4 separate regions of the Mus musculus genome follow, and regions 1, 2 and 3 are each linked to region 4. The links are chromatin contacts, called in public Hi-C maps. All regions are on one chromosome and are shown on one strand. Each heading gives the region's core, a stretch centred on a gene start, on an enhancer-like site or on the middle of the called end of the contact. The rest is flanking DNA. Distances are from core to core; before and after follow the strand shown.

The links. Hi-C and Micro-C count contacts between places; a contact is called where the count stands out from the background.
Region 1: a Hi-C map of bone marrow-derived macrophages shows a contact between it and region 4, with 29 read pairs. The contact joins two enhancer-like sites. A contact is called at or near these places in 1 of 484 Hi-C or Micro-C datasets (bone marrow-derived macrophages) and 4 of 115 datasets of contacts at active chromatin or transcription factors (the NIH/3T3 cell line, bone marrow-derived macrophages, embryonic stem cells and 1 more).
Region 2: a Hi-C map of pancreatic cancer cells shows a contact between it and region 4, with 1.7 times the contacts expected there. The contact joins two enhancer-like sites. A contact is called at or near these places in 10 of 39 promoter capture datasets (the C10 cell line, cranial neural crest, embryonic stem cells and 6 more), 11 of 484 Hi-C or Micro-C datasets (the 3T3-L1 cell line, 3T3-L1-derived adipocytes, B cells and 7 more) and 6 of 115 datasets of contacts at active chromatin or transcription factors (CD8 T cells, craniofacial prominence, embryonic forebrain and 3 more).
Region 3: a Hi-C map of bone marrow-derived macrophages shows a contact between it and region 4, with 45 read pairs. The contact joins two enhancer-like sites. A contact is called at or near these places in 3 of 15 datasets of contacts at CTCF or cohesin (the NIH/3T3 cell line, large pre-B cells and pro-B cells), 19 of 484 Hi-C or Micro-C datasets (the 3T3-L1 cell line, 3T3-L1-derived adipocytes, B cells and 12 more), 5 of 115 datasets of contacts at active chromatin or transcription factors (the NIH/3T3 cell line, bone marrow-derived macrophages, embryonic stem cells and 1 more) and 2 of 9 other capture datasets (adipose tissue and embryonic stem cells).

Annotation. Positions count from the first base shown.
Region 1 is chr5:64,768,168-64,770,867 of GRCm38.p6, reverse strand. No RefSeq gene overlaps it. Among named protein-coding and RNA genes, the nearest start is that of Klf3, 34 kb to the left of the region's middle. Within about 2 kb of position 1,302, at least 2 of the 459 cell types and tissues checked have an H3K27ac peak or open chromatin away from gene starts, as enhancers often do. A contact at or near this core is called in bone marrow-derived macrophages, where this site is marked.
Region 2 is chr5:64,650,208-64,652,907 of GRCm38.p6, reverse strand. No RefSeq gene overlaps it. Among named protein-coding and RNA genes, the nearest start is that of Gm3716, 41 kb to the right of the region's middle. Within about 2 kb of position 1,282, at least 37 of the 459 cell types and tissues checked have an H3K27ac peak or open chromatin away from gene starts, as enhancers often do. A contact at or near this core is called in pancreatic cancer cells, where this site is marked.
Region 3 is chr5:64,390,153-64,392,852 of GRCm38.p6, reverse strand. No RefSeq gene overlaps it. Among named protein-coding and RNA genes, the nearest start is that of Gm43837, 14 kb to the right of the region's middle. Within about 2 kb of position 1,267, at least 53 of the 459 cell types and tissues checked have an H3K27ac peak or open chromatin away from gene starts, as enhancers often do. A contact at or near this core is called in bone marrow-derived macrophages and pro-B cells, where this site is marked.
Region 4 is chr5:64,520,726-64,523,425 of GRCm38.p6, reverse strand. No RefSeq gene overlaps it. Among named protein-coding and RNA genes, the nearest start is that of Gm31423, 9.9 kb to the left of the region's middle. Within about 2 kb of position 1,250, at least 42 of the 459 cell types and tissues checked have an H3K27ac peak or open chromatin away from gene starts, as enhancers often do. A contact at or near this core is called in bone marrow-derived macrophages, pancreatic cancer cells and pro-B cells, where this site is marked.

The DNA of each region.
Region 1 (2,700 bases), core at 53-2,552, 250 kb before region 4:
CAAGAAAGCTGGACTGGTTGTATTAGTATCAGAATAGATAATAGAAAATAGAAATGTTACTGGTAATGAAAAGAGATTTTTCATAATGGTTGAAGTGTAAATACCACCTAAAAGATATGATATGCATACTTTTTGACCACTCTAAGCACAAGGTAGCTTTGAAACATTTGTAGCAAAACCTCACAGTTCTGAAGGATTTTTTTTTTCCTTCAGGGTTGGGGATTGAATCTAGAACTTTGGAAGTGTTATCTACCACTAAGCTACAAACACAGCTCTTCGTGAGAGGACGGTTTAACAATCTATAGTTACAGTTTCAGATTTCAACACTTTTCACTTAATAATCAACAAAGCAAGAAGATAGAATCAACAGGAGTTTGAAGTTGTGAACATTGTCATCAATTAACTGGATCTAATTGGACTTGCCCCAAAGACATCTAAATACACATTTTTTTTCAAGTTCACTTAGGATATTAACCAAAGGAGACCATAACTTAACCATGAAACAAGTCCAACAAAGTTAAAAGTATTGCAGTCATAGAGTATGTCCTTTGACTATAATTAAATAAATTAGAAATCAATAGCAGCTATTTGGAAAAATCTCTAAATATTTGGGAACAAAGCAGGACACTTCCAAACAACACACAGATAAAGGAAACAAATCACAAAGAAACAGAAAATATTTTGAACTAGGAGAAAATAAAAACACATGTACAAAAACTTGTGGGATTTAGCCAAGGCAAATGCGAGACAGTAAAGGCTTATATTACAAAGGTCTAAAAATCAGTAATCTAAGATTTCACCTCGACAAAAAGCAAGAAATGAACAAGTTAAATCCAAATAAGAAGATACAAGATCATAAATATAAAAAGCACATATCAATAAAAGAAAAGAAAAAGAAATGATAGAAACTATGAAAACTAATGTTGGTTTAAAAGTGTTCAGTTAAATTATAACCCTCCAGCTAGACTCAAAAGGGAGAGGGCAGACGTTAGTAATACTAGTAGGAAAAAAAAATGTGTTATAGGCACAATAGATATGAACATAATGAAAAAAACTGTAGATCATTTTATGTCAACAAGTCCAACAGTTTAGACGAATTTGTGCAATGGCCTCTTTTCTGTGGCTGTGAGAAAGCACCATGACCAAGACAACTTATAAAAGAGTTTATTTGGGATTAAAACTTGACAGGGATAAGACTCTGTCATGGCAGGGAGATGTGGCAGCAGGTAGCAGGCATGGCAGGAGGAAGTTTAGATTCAGACCTCGAACCAAAAGCATGAAACAGACAACAAGCCAGAAGCAATCTGAATTTCTCTAACTGCTGCAGCTATAAAGGCTCTCTTACACATTATGGGGAAGTTGCACCAAGCCATGAATCTTGCTGAGTCTTAGTTTTTTTAAAAAAGGTTTATTTATTTATTTTATGTGCGTTGTTGGTGTTTTGCCTGTATGTATGTCTGTATGAGGGTGCCAGATCTCCTGGAACTTGAGTTACACACAGCTGTGAGCTGTCAGCTGGGAATTGAACCTGGGTCCTCTGGAAGAGCAGCCAGTGCACTTAACCACCAAGCCATGTCTCCAGCCCCTTGAGAAACCTTTTAGAAGAACTCTGTGAGGTAAAGGATATTTTTGTGAGCACATAATAGCTGGATACTGTACACAGAGACACGGATGGGCCTCTCTGCAATTCTATAGCTACTATAATCTGAACATTTGTCTGCCCAATGTCTGAAGTGGTCCTCTAACAATACAAGTGCTTGTTGGGCCTGCTCATCTTCATGTCATGTTGTAAATGTCAATGCAATTTTTATTTCCTCAGATTAAGTGATTAGATGAAAGCCATATCCAAGCTCTGCAAACACATGGCTGACTGAGCCTAGAACATTTTCTTTTCTGCCTTTACTCTCTCTAGTCCTTGAATCTTCTTGTCTTTGTAACATCTAATCTTCTGGGAGCCCAGGACTTGACGACTTCAGCTTTCAGCCTCTGTCTACTAACCTAGGCCTAGACTGTTTCAACCAATGAAATTTACTCCTGAATAAACTCATCTCTCTTAGCTCTTTCTGAACATTGGCTGGCTGGTTCAACTCAGCTGTCGGCTCCAACTCCTCTTGAAGATAACTGCTTCAAATCGGCTTCTCTCAGCTTCTGACTGAATTGCTCTGCTTGGGAAAAACTGCCTCTGAACTCCATGGACAGAAGTGCCCTGAACTGCACCAAACTGAACTGAACTAAATGGAATAGAACTGAACAGGATTGAATTGGATTCTGTCTCCTTCACTGCTCTTTAAGTAGCCCCCCTTTCTTGCCTGTTCTCATGAGAGTTGGGCTTATCCTATCTCTCAGTTATTCTTTCGAATGTTTCTCTGATTGGTCACTTTGTCTGCCCCTCAATTAGATGTCATTGTATATGGAATTAAAGGTGTATGTCTGTATTCCAGACAGAGGGATTAAAGGTGTGTGATGTGCCTGCATTTATATCTTTGGATGTGACCTCTTGTTAGAGCAGCCATGTTACTGAATTAAAGTTCCTCTGTACCCATAGCCTTGCAGGGCTTGGAGTATCAGCCCTCTAGTTTTCTGTTCATGATTTAGAACTGCCACCTCAGTCAGAATATCAAGTAGAAAACACTTCCAAAGAAAATTATATTTATTTAGTTGTAAAATCTGTTTTACCAGAGTGGGACGTGTCCTCTATGG
Region 2 (2,700 bases), core at 33-2,532, 130 kb before region 4:
TCAAAAGACAAGGTGGACAGTGGGTGAGAAATGACACCTCTGGCTACCACCAGACATGTGGACACATACGTGCATGCATCTGCCTCCCCTCCCTGACTCACAGCCCCACGAGGCTGGAAGGACACACAGGAAGACATCTTCTCTGGATATCACCGTCATTTACTGGTAATGGCAGCCTGCCTTACTCCTCCATTACTCTTTATTTTTACAGCAATTGAGCTCTATTCCTTTAGGAGAAAAGTCTTGTTTGTTCTAAGAATAAATATTAATTATTCTAAGAATGCACAAATGAGATAATCCATGAGCTTCTCTGCCAGCAGACATGAAACAGAGAAACAAAAAAAGATGTTGCTTTGGGAAAGAACAAGTTTGAATACTATCTTCCTTTACTCTAAAGGCCAACAAGCTCCCTCTCTAAAGAGCCAGACAGTAAGTACTTTGTACTTTGTGGGCCACACACTGTCCCAGCCAGAGTCCTGCTATGCCGAGGAGGTGTCTAAGTAGTGCCACAGACACACACTGTGAGTGAGTGGACCTAGCTCTGTGCCAGGACCTTAGGTGTAGACAGTGAAATCTGAATTTCATAGGTTATGAAATAGTTTCTTTTAAATTTTGTTTGGCGCTCTTAAAAACCTAAGAATCATCTGTAGATGGGTCTCACACACCAGAACGTGATCCTCGGGCCAATTACTCTATATTATATACTTTTATGTTTTCCAGAAATATATTTTAAATCTAAGGATGTTTTTGTTATTTCTATCCTAGTTTTAATAAATTTAGTACTGTTAATCTTTTCGTTTTTATTTGTTTTTATTATGAGACAGAGTCTCTCTCTGTAACAGCCTGGCTGTCTTGGAACTCAATAGACCAGGCTGGCCTCAAACTCACAGAGGTCCACCTGCCTCTGCTCTGGGATTAAAGGTGTGGACACCCATACTTGACACAATGTCAAAATTTTTAATGAATGCCTGTATGCAAGCCACTTTCATAAAGTATAAATATAAAATATATTTATAATTTGAGTTCTGCTGCTCTGGGATTCTGAATCTGTGGGGTCAAGGTCTACCAGAGGTCAGAATTCACATCATCTGGGGAAGGGATAGGGAGTCCTTGTCAACCAACCTGACAATGCCACTGGGAGTTAAGGCACCCAGAGCTGCAGTGACTTGTAATGAGACTTACCAAGATTTGAGTGTGAAGAAATCAGTCATTCTCCTCCAGCCGCCACAAGGTCAGAGCTGGGGCATACACACCCCACCCCCTAGTATGACTCAGAAGGAACCCCACAAGGTTATCGCTTGGGTCTAGAGAAGATGTTGTTCCTAAAGGAAGGGGTGTGTGGAGACAGGGGCCCTTTATTCAGCAGTAGTAATTTTGTGGTCTTTCTGAGTACCTGCTGTGGTAAACTGTGGTAATTCTGGGGTGGGGACCGTAGGGTTAGACCATGCTTGTTTTTTTTTCAAGGGTAAACAGACTGTTTTGTTGAAGATTTTCTTGTTCCTGGAGACAGTTTTGTTGTTGTTGCTTTAAAAAAATATATAAGAGGTTTTTCTGTAGTGGTCTTTAGCGGCTCACTGCCTAGTTCAGTAGCAAACACAATAACAAAACCTCATCTTGACAAGACAGCACTAGCTGAAGAGACAGGGACAGTGTGTGTCTGAGCCAAGAGTACAGCTCTGGGACTGAGTCCCACGAACGAAGGTAGGTGGGATGTGTTCATACAATCTGCCAGCGACCCAATCACAAAGGACATATTAAATCCGTACAACATTCTAGGTCCTTACAGCCCCTTGGCATACTTTATCTACTCTCCATGCTTATCATTAGACCCACAGACTCACTTTAGGGATCAAGGATGTCAGTAAAATTTAATATAATTTACCATGCCACTTACTGAAGATTCCAATGTTTGCTTATTAGAAGGGGGATTTACTTGCGTGACATCTTATTAGTATAAAGAAGTGGTTTTTGGTTTTTTTTTTTTTTTCTTTAATAAAGCACACTTTACAAAAGGAAAGCAAGTCTACAGATATCACATCTTGGCACTGTAAAACCTTGGTAGAGCAAGGTTTCACAGTGCCAAGGGACACTTGAATATCATGAGCAAGAGATGAAACTGATCATTGCTGCTTCCAAGAATCTGTCTTTGAGCATCTCTGAGGTGAGCTCCTGACAGTCTCTGGATCCCTCTACAAAGCCATGGAGACAGCACCCTGTCAGAAGACCTGGGCCAGAGTAACACCAACACCTTAGTGATCTGAATCATCCCCATGGCAGGTCCGTTGCTATGTTCCTTGCTAAACCAGCAAGTCACAGGTAATCACACTGGGACACTGGAAGAATGTGCTCAGGTGCCCAGGTGCCCCAGAGTCCCCAGTAGGAGGTGTGTGTGTGTGTGTGTGTGTGTGTGTGTGAAGGGGAACAGGGATGGGTTGGAGAGAACATAGGCTATTAAGATGACTTTACACTTGGTCTTTATCTTTGTTAGGGTCTCATTGCTGTGAAGAGACACCATGACCAAGGCAACTTATATAAAGATAATAATTTAACTGGGGGTGGCTTACAGTTTCAGAGGTTCAGTCCATTATCATCATGGCAGGGAGCAAGGCAGTATGCAGGTGGACATGGTGCTGGAGAAGTCCAGAGTTCTGCATCTTGATCCAAAGGCAGCCAGGAGGGGAGGGGACTCTTCTACACTGG
Region 3 (2,700 bases), core at 18-2,517, 130 kb after region 4:
TGGAGATGACCATACAGGGGGACAGGAGGGAAGGGCAGGCTATGAGAGGGACCCTGTAGCTCACCCACAGGGAAAAGCAGGCCACTTGGGAAAAATCCAGACGCATTAGTTCCAGATTTTGTTGTTGTTGTTGTTGCTGTTGGTTCCTGTTCTCTGGCAGGCCAGAGCACTCTGCAGAAAGGGGACCTCCCAGGGCCCTTCCAGCCTGCTTCTCCTGCATGACCTGCACCTGCTCTGGGGCACGATAAAATATCTAGGGATAACACCCGGGGCGGAAGCCATGTGCATGGTCAAGGTCTATGCAATGTACTGATCTCTGATCAGTTACGATGCTATCAAAGTTGCCTTCCCTCACCGGTACAGCTTAAAAGCAAAGAACCAGACACCCCTCCTATGAGTGGCTCTGCCCAGGACCTGTATCTCAGCCCGTGTGTTGAGAAAGACAGACCCCGTCGTAAGCTGTGACCTTTACCGGCAGAAGCTTGCACTGTTCGCGGATGGAAGGAGACACAGTCACTCTTCCAACCATCTCCAGCTGAGCCCCGCTGGGAGCTGCTACCTCCTGTACACCTTGTCGTTCTACCCTAGAGACTTCATTTTTCTCTTCTTTTTACCTGTTTCCTCCCTCAGGCCTGGGAAGAGATGTAAGCCCTCACGGCTTTCTTACAACCACTCTCCTGAAAGACAAGTGACCAGAAGAGGAGATATCCCAGCAATAGGAAACACCATGAAGAACACCTCTCTAGAGTTCCATTAAGCTCTGGGAACAGGATCATGGTAATATTGTGCTGAGCATAAAGGTCTGAAATAGCTGCAGAGTGGTGGCCTTCCAGCTACTTCAGTGGGAGACTATGAATCCCTTGTCCTTTCAGTGAGCGTGTGGGGGATACAGTGTCTGCACCACTCAAGCTTAGTGCACTGTTCTAGACCCAGCACTGACTGGTGCTTACCTGGGATGGTACCCAAAACCTGCCAAACTTCTGTCCGTCTTGCTATCATCATTTCCGGTGTATGAGCAAGGCTTTAGTGGCCCTGAAAGATTGAGGGATCTCCCCAGGAGTACAGAGCTACATCATGAAAAGCCAGGACCAAAGTCCCTTCAGGACACTTAGCGGTTCCATTCTCCTGCCCCAAGAAGAGATGTCCAAAGGAGATTGCACAACCCACACTGAAAGTTGGTTCCAGGCACTGCCCTCAGAAAAGTCCCTCACCGAGCATTTGAGCTTCTCTCACTTCAGTCACAGTCCATTTCCTCTTCCCAGCCGGCCGGCATGCTAGAGAATTAGGTGTGGCAACTTCCAAGAAGGGAGGGAGGTACCCACCCCCACCCCCACCCCCCTCAGGACATCCTACAGCTCTGAATGGGAGCATTCCTTCACAGTAGTTGTGCTGGAACCAAAACCCTTCCTGTGAAGGTCACCTGCCCCCATCAGGAAGTCCCCCACCCCCTGCATCCTTGTCAAAAGCTCCTCCCCCCCCCACACCCCCTCCATCTTGGAGAGCAAAGGTTCATTAGCTTGCTAAGAAATCACATCTCTGCCTCTGGTGCAACAAGCCTAGGGTCTTGCAGCAGACAAATGGTATTTTTGGTTCCTTGGTAAGTCTACAAACCCAGGGTTCCATCTCCTGGCATTAAATAGCTTCCTTCCTAATTGGAGCATGCTCAAAAGTCAGACCCACCATAGGGCTTGTTAAAATTCTGATGGCAGTACTCCACCCACAGGTAGGACCCTGGGGCCTGTATCTCTAACAAGTTCCCAAGAGATGTTGATGCTGCTGGCCCTGGACCACACTCCGCATCTCCAGGGATTACTTTGTGGTGCAGCATTAGCCCCAGCAATGCCATTTTCACAAAGCACCATTTAAAACATGATTCCAGGATAACATATTATGTAAGACCCCAGAAGCACAAATCAGCATGTGAGGTCAAGAGGTAGAGGAGAGTGAAGAGCGTGAAGCCAGGTAAGCCCTAGCCAAACACTGAGAAGAGAGCTCTGGACGTCCTGTGCCTCCCATAAGGAGCGCACATCAAGGGATCGTGGAAAAAGTCTTGTTTATAGTCAGGCTTTCTTTCTCATTCCTGAGGCGACCACAGCTGACCTGGGCAAAACAGGCCTGCCCTGCCCAGACCTGCCCAAGGTGTTCCCTCATTCCTTGGAGGTGAAGATGGTACGGGCGGGGGGGCGGGGGGGAGTTGTGGGAAGGGGTATGGGGGACATGGTCTGGGGATACTGTCTGTCTCAGCCTGCCAGCCCAAGTGGACTCTGAAATTCCAATCTGAGTAGCTGAGAAGACAGAAAATGTTCTGACCCTTTCTGCAATCACAATTTCTTAGAAACATCAACATCAGAAGGTAAAACCTGAGTAGATTAACCACTCAACTTCTTCCCAAATTCTTTTGCCCGTTCCATTCCTTCTGAATGGAAATTTCTTTCTTGTGGCTATTCCTAGTCTCCCTTCCACAGTCAGCTATGGCTCCTGTCTGGGCGGTGGTCTCAGGCACTTCTCCCTCTTTGGCTTCCACACTTGCAGCATCCTTAAACCTTCAGCCAATCAGCATCTCCTTTGCAGGCTCCTTTGCCTCCTCCCTTTGTTCTTTCTGAATGATCATTTTCTTTTCTGTGACATCGACAACAAGAACTGAAGAAACAGAAGGAAAGGTAGCTGTAAGCAGAGGGAGGCTGGAAAGGGATTTTCTCT
Region 4 (2,700 bases), core at 1-2,500:
AGGTGTTGAACCCAGGCCATCCAGCCTGCCACCAAGTACCTTTACCTGTTGAGACACATCACTAGCCCCAAAGTTAATTCTTTCAATAGACATGAGGCTATTCATATTTTCCATTTTATCGTGTGTCAGCTTAAGAAATTTGTACTGTAAGTTCATAAATTCTAAAATGTTAATTTATTGCAAAAAAATACCCTTTAAGATGTTTTTGAGGCCACAAACTTGACTGCCATCCCAAGTTTAGTTCTTGATGCCCATGATCCATGTTCTCTGTCTTTTATCCCTACTCAATCTACCTAGCGTTTTATCAATCACGGAAGGCTGAGAAGGTAAAAGATGCACTATTTACAATGTCTTTAATTACCTGTGCACTGACTGTGGCAGGGTTTCTACTCAAGGGCTCTGTAACGAAGCATTTGTGCAAAATCATAACTATTTCATTATTTCACGGTATGCTCATTTACTATTCATAGCAGGAACATATGTGATGTGGTAAAGACACCATCCATTCCACCAAAAGTGTTTGTTATAACATCAGGGTTTGACAACACGTTCTAGTGGTTAAAAGCTCAGGCTATGGACACAGCTGTGTTCAACATCAACAGTCAGCTGGAGTGCCTGCTGGCTGGGGATTTTAAACAGTCCGCCTTATTTTTCTAAGCATCTAAGGTTATTAGGGTTAAATAGGAAGATGCCGTTATAGCACTAAGTGCAACTACTGAGCTGCTCTGTAAAACTTTGGGTTATTATTTTTAACACTGTGAGTAGCCTGGTCAGACTTAATCTCAGATGACAGTGTGTGTGTGTGTGTGTGTGTGTGTGTGTGTGTGTGTGTAGCTCTGTGTGTATCTGTATGTGTATGTATGTATGTATGTGTATGTGAATTTGTGTGTGTATGTGTGGGTATGTGTATGCATGTGTGCATTGTATATGTGCGTGTCTGTATGAGTGTGTGTGTATGTGTGTGTGAATGTGTGTATATATATATATGTGTGTGTATGTCTGTGTATGTTTGTGTGAGTATGTATGTATTATGTGATTGTGTGTGTGTGTGTGACACTGTGTGTGTGTGTCTAATGCTGTTTCAGCAGTCTTTGCTTTCTGTTCTCAGCTTTGTAAACTGTTGCTGAGCATGGTTTCTCAAGTCCTCAGTCGTCAGCTGTAAATTATCCCCCAAGAAGCCGCTGGCTGGCACCATGGGGCATCGTGTCAGGCTGAAGTGCTGTGTCCCGTTTTCATTTGCACACTTCTTTTGCCATCCTGTGGGGACGAGAGGGACTGACTGCCAAGACTTTTCCCATATGTTCTTGAAAATTATCTAACCACAACCAAAAAGAAATTAAAATACAACCCCAAGCAAACAGGAAACTGACTTTTTCTTTTGGGAACTTAGTCAAAAGCCAACATTTTGTGGTTTCTGTGAAGATTCCTCTCACAGGGTCAGGGATTCATTTACAAAGTGCTTTGTTTTCTCACTTTCCTCATGACTACTTGAAAAGACATTGTTCCTTCTTTTTTTACCTATGAAGGTTGGTTATGGCAACACCCACCAGATTCATATTAAATACCTACACACACACACACACACACACATATATATTCTTTATGATATATATTATTTTTGTAAGATAAAGCCATAGAAGTACCAGACAGCCACGCTGGCTTCAGGCAACTATAAATAATTTCTCCATTCATAACCAAATACAGGTATCTGGCACACTATATTGCTACAGCCTATTAATCATTATGTAGTCAGGGGAAGAGTCAGGCCACAGGCAAGCCTGGACATGGATGTGTCTTCGGTGGAGAGACTCTTGATCTATTTATGTAAGCACTCACATTTGGCACCATCCTGTGTTAGGAGAAAACTCTTGTGCTCTGTTTCCAACTCACGGGAACTTTTTGACTTTACAGGGGAGCCGCAGCTGGGCGGTATTATTTGAGGATAATGAGAAGGTAATGAGTATGCATATCTCCTCGTGTCCCCCACTAGGAATTCTTTTCCCATCTTTAAAAGTTCCTGTTCATATGCTTCTCTGTGGCTGTCATCTGCTGTTTGCTTCTCACTTGCCTTCACTTTCTCTCTACAGTTGCATATGGTGGCAGGGGCAGTGAGTGTGCTGGCCATCTTGGGCTGCATGGCACTCTCCGTGTTAAGGTGAGCTCAGAGTGGCAACATGTTTTCTGTGGTTAAGAATTTGAAGGGACTCCGGCTAGGTCAAGTGTGGTGGTCATGGCTCTGACAGGCCTCGTCCTTCTCCCCAATTCCCTCTGTCTTGCTAAAAGTCCGTAGATTTCATTCCTAATGCTAGTCTCCAAGGTCCGTTCTTTATTTGGCCACTTCTTCCTCCTGAGGCTGACTACCAAGGTCCAACTATCAAAATACTGAAGTCCAGCGGTCAAAAGCCCTCTTGGGCTCACCTAATTAACATGCCCAATTAAAGTTAAACACCTCATCCTAACACGGGGTTTCCCATTTTTCCCTTTATAAACCACCATTTTCCTATGTGACGGTCTGTCTCCTCTCCATCAGAGGAAGTCCTTTGTCCCATTTCCCTCCAAGACAAATCCCCCTTCCCCTCTCCCTTGCTCCCCTCTCCCTTGCTCCCTTCCCCTTCTTCCTCTTCTATCTCCTGCCTTTGTCCTCTTATCTCAGCCTTCTGTCCCTTTGGGACAAAGAAATCTCCTTTGTGCTGTAACTTG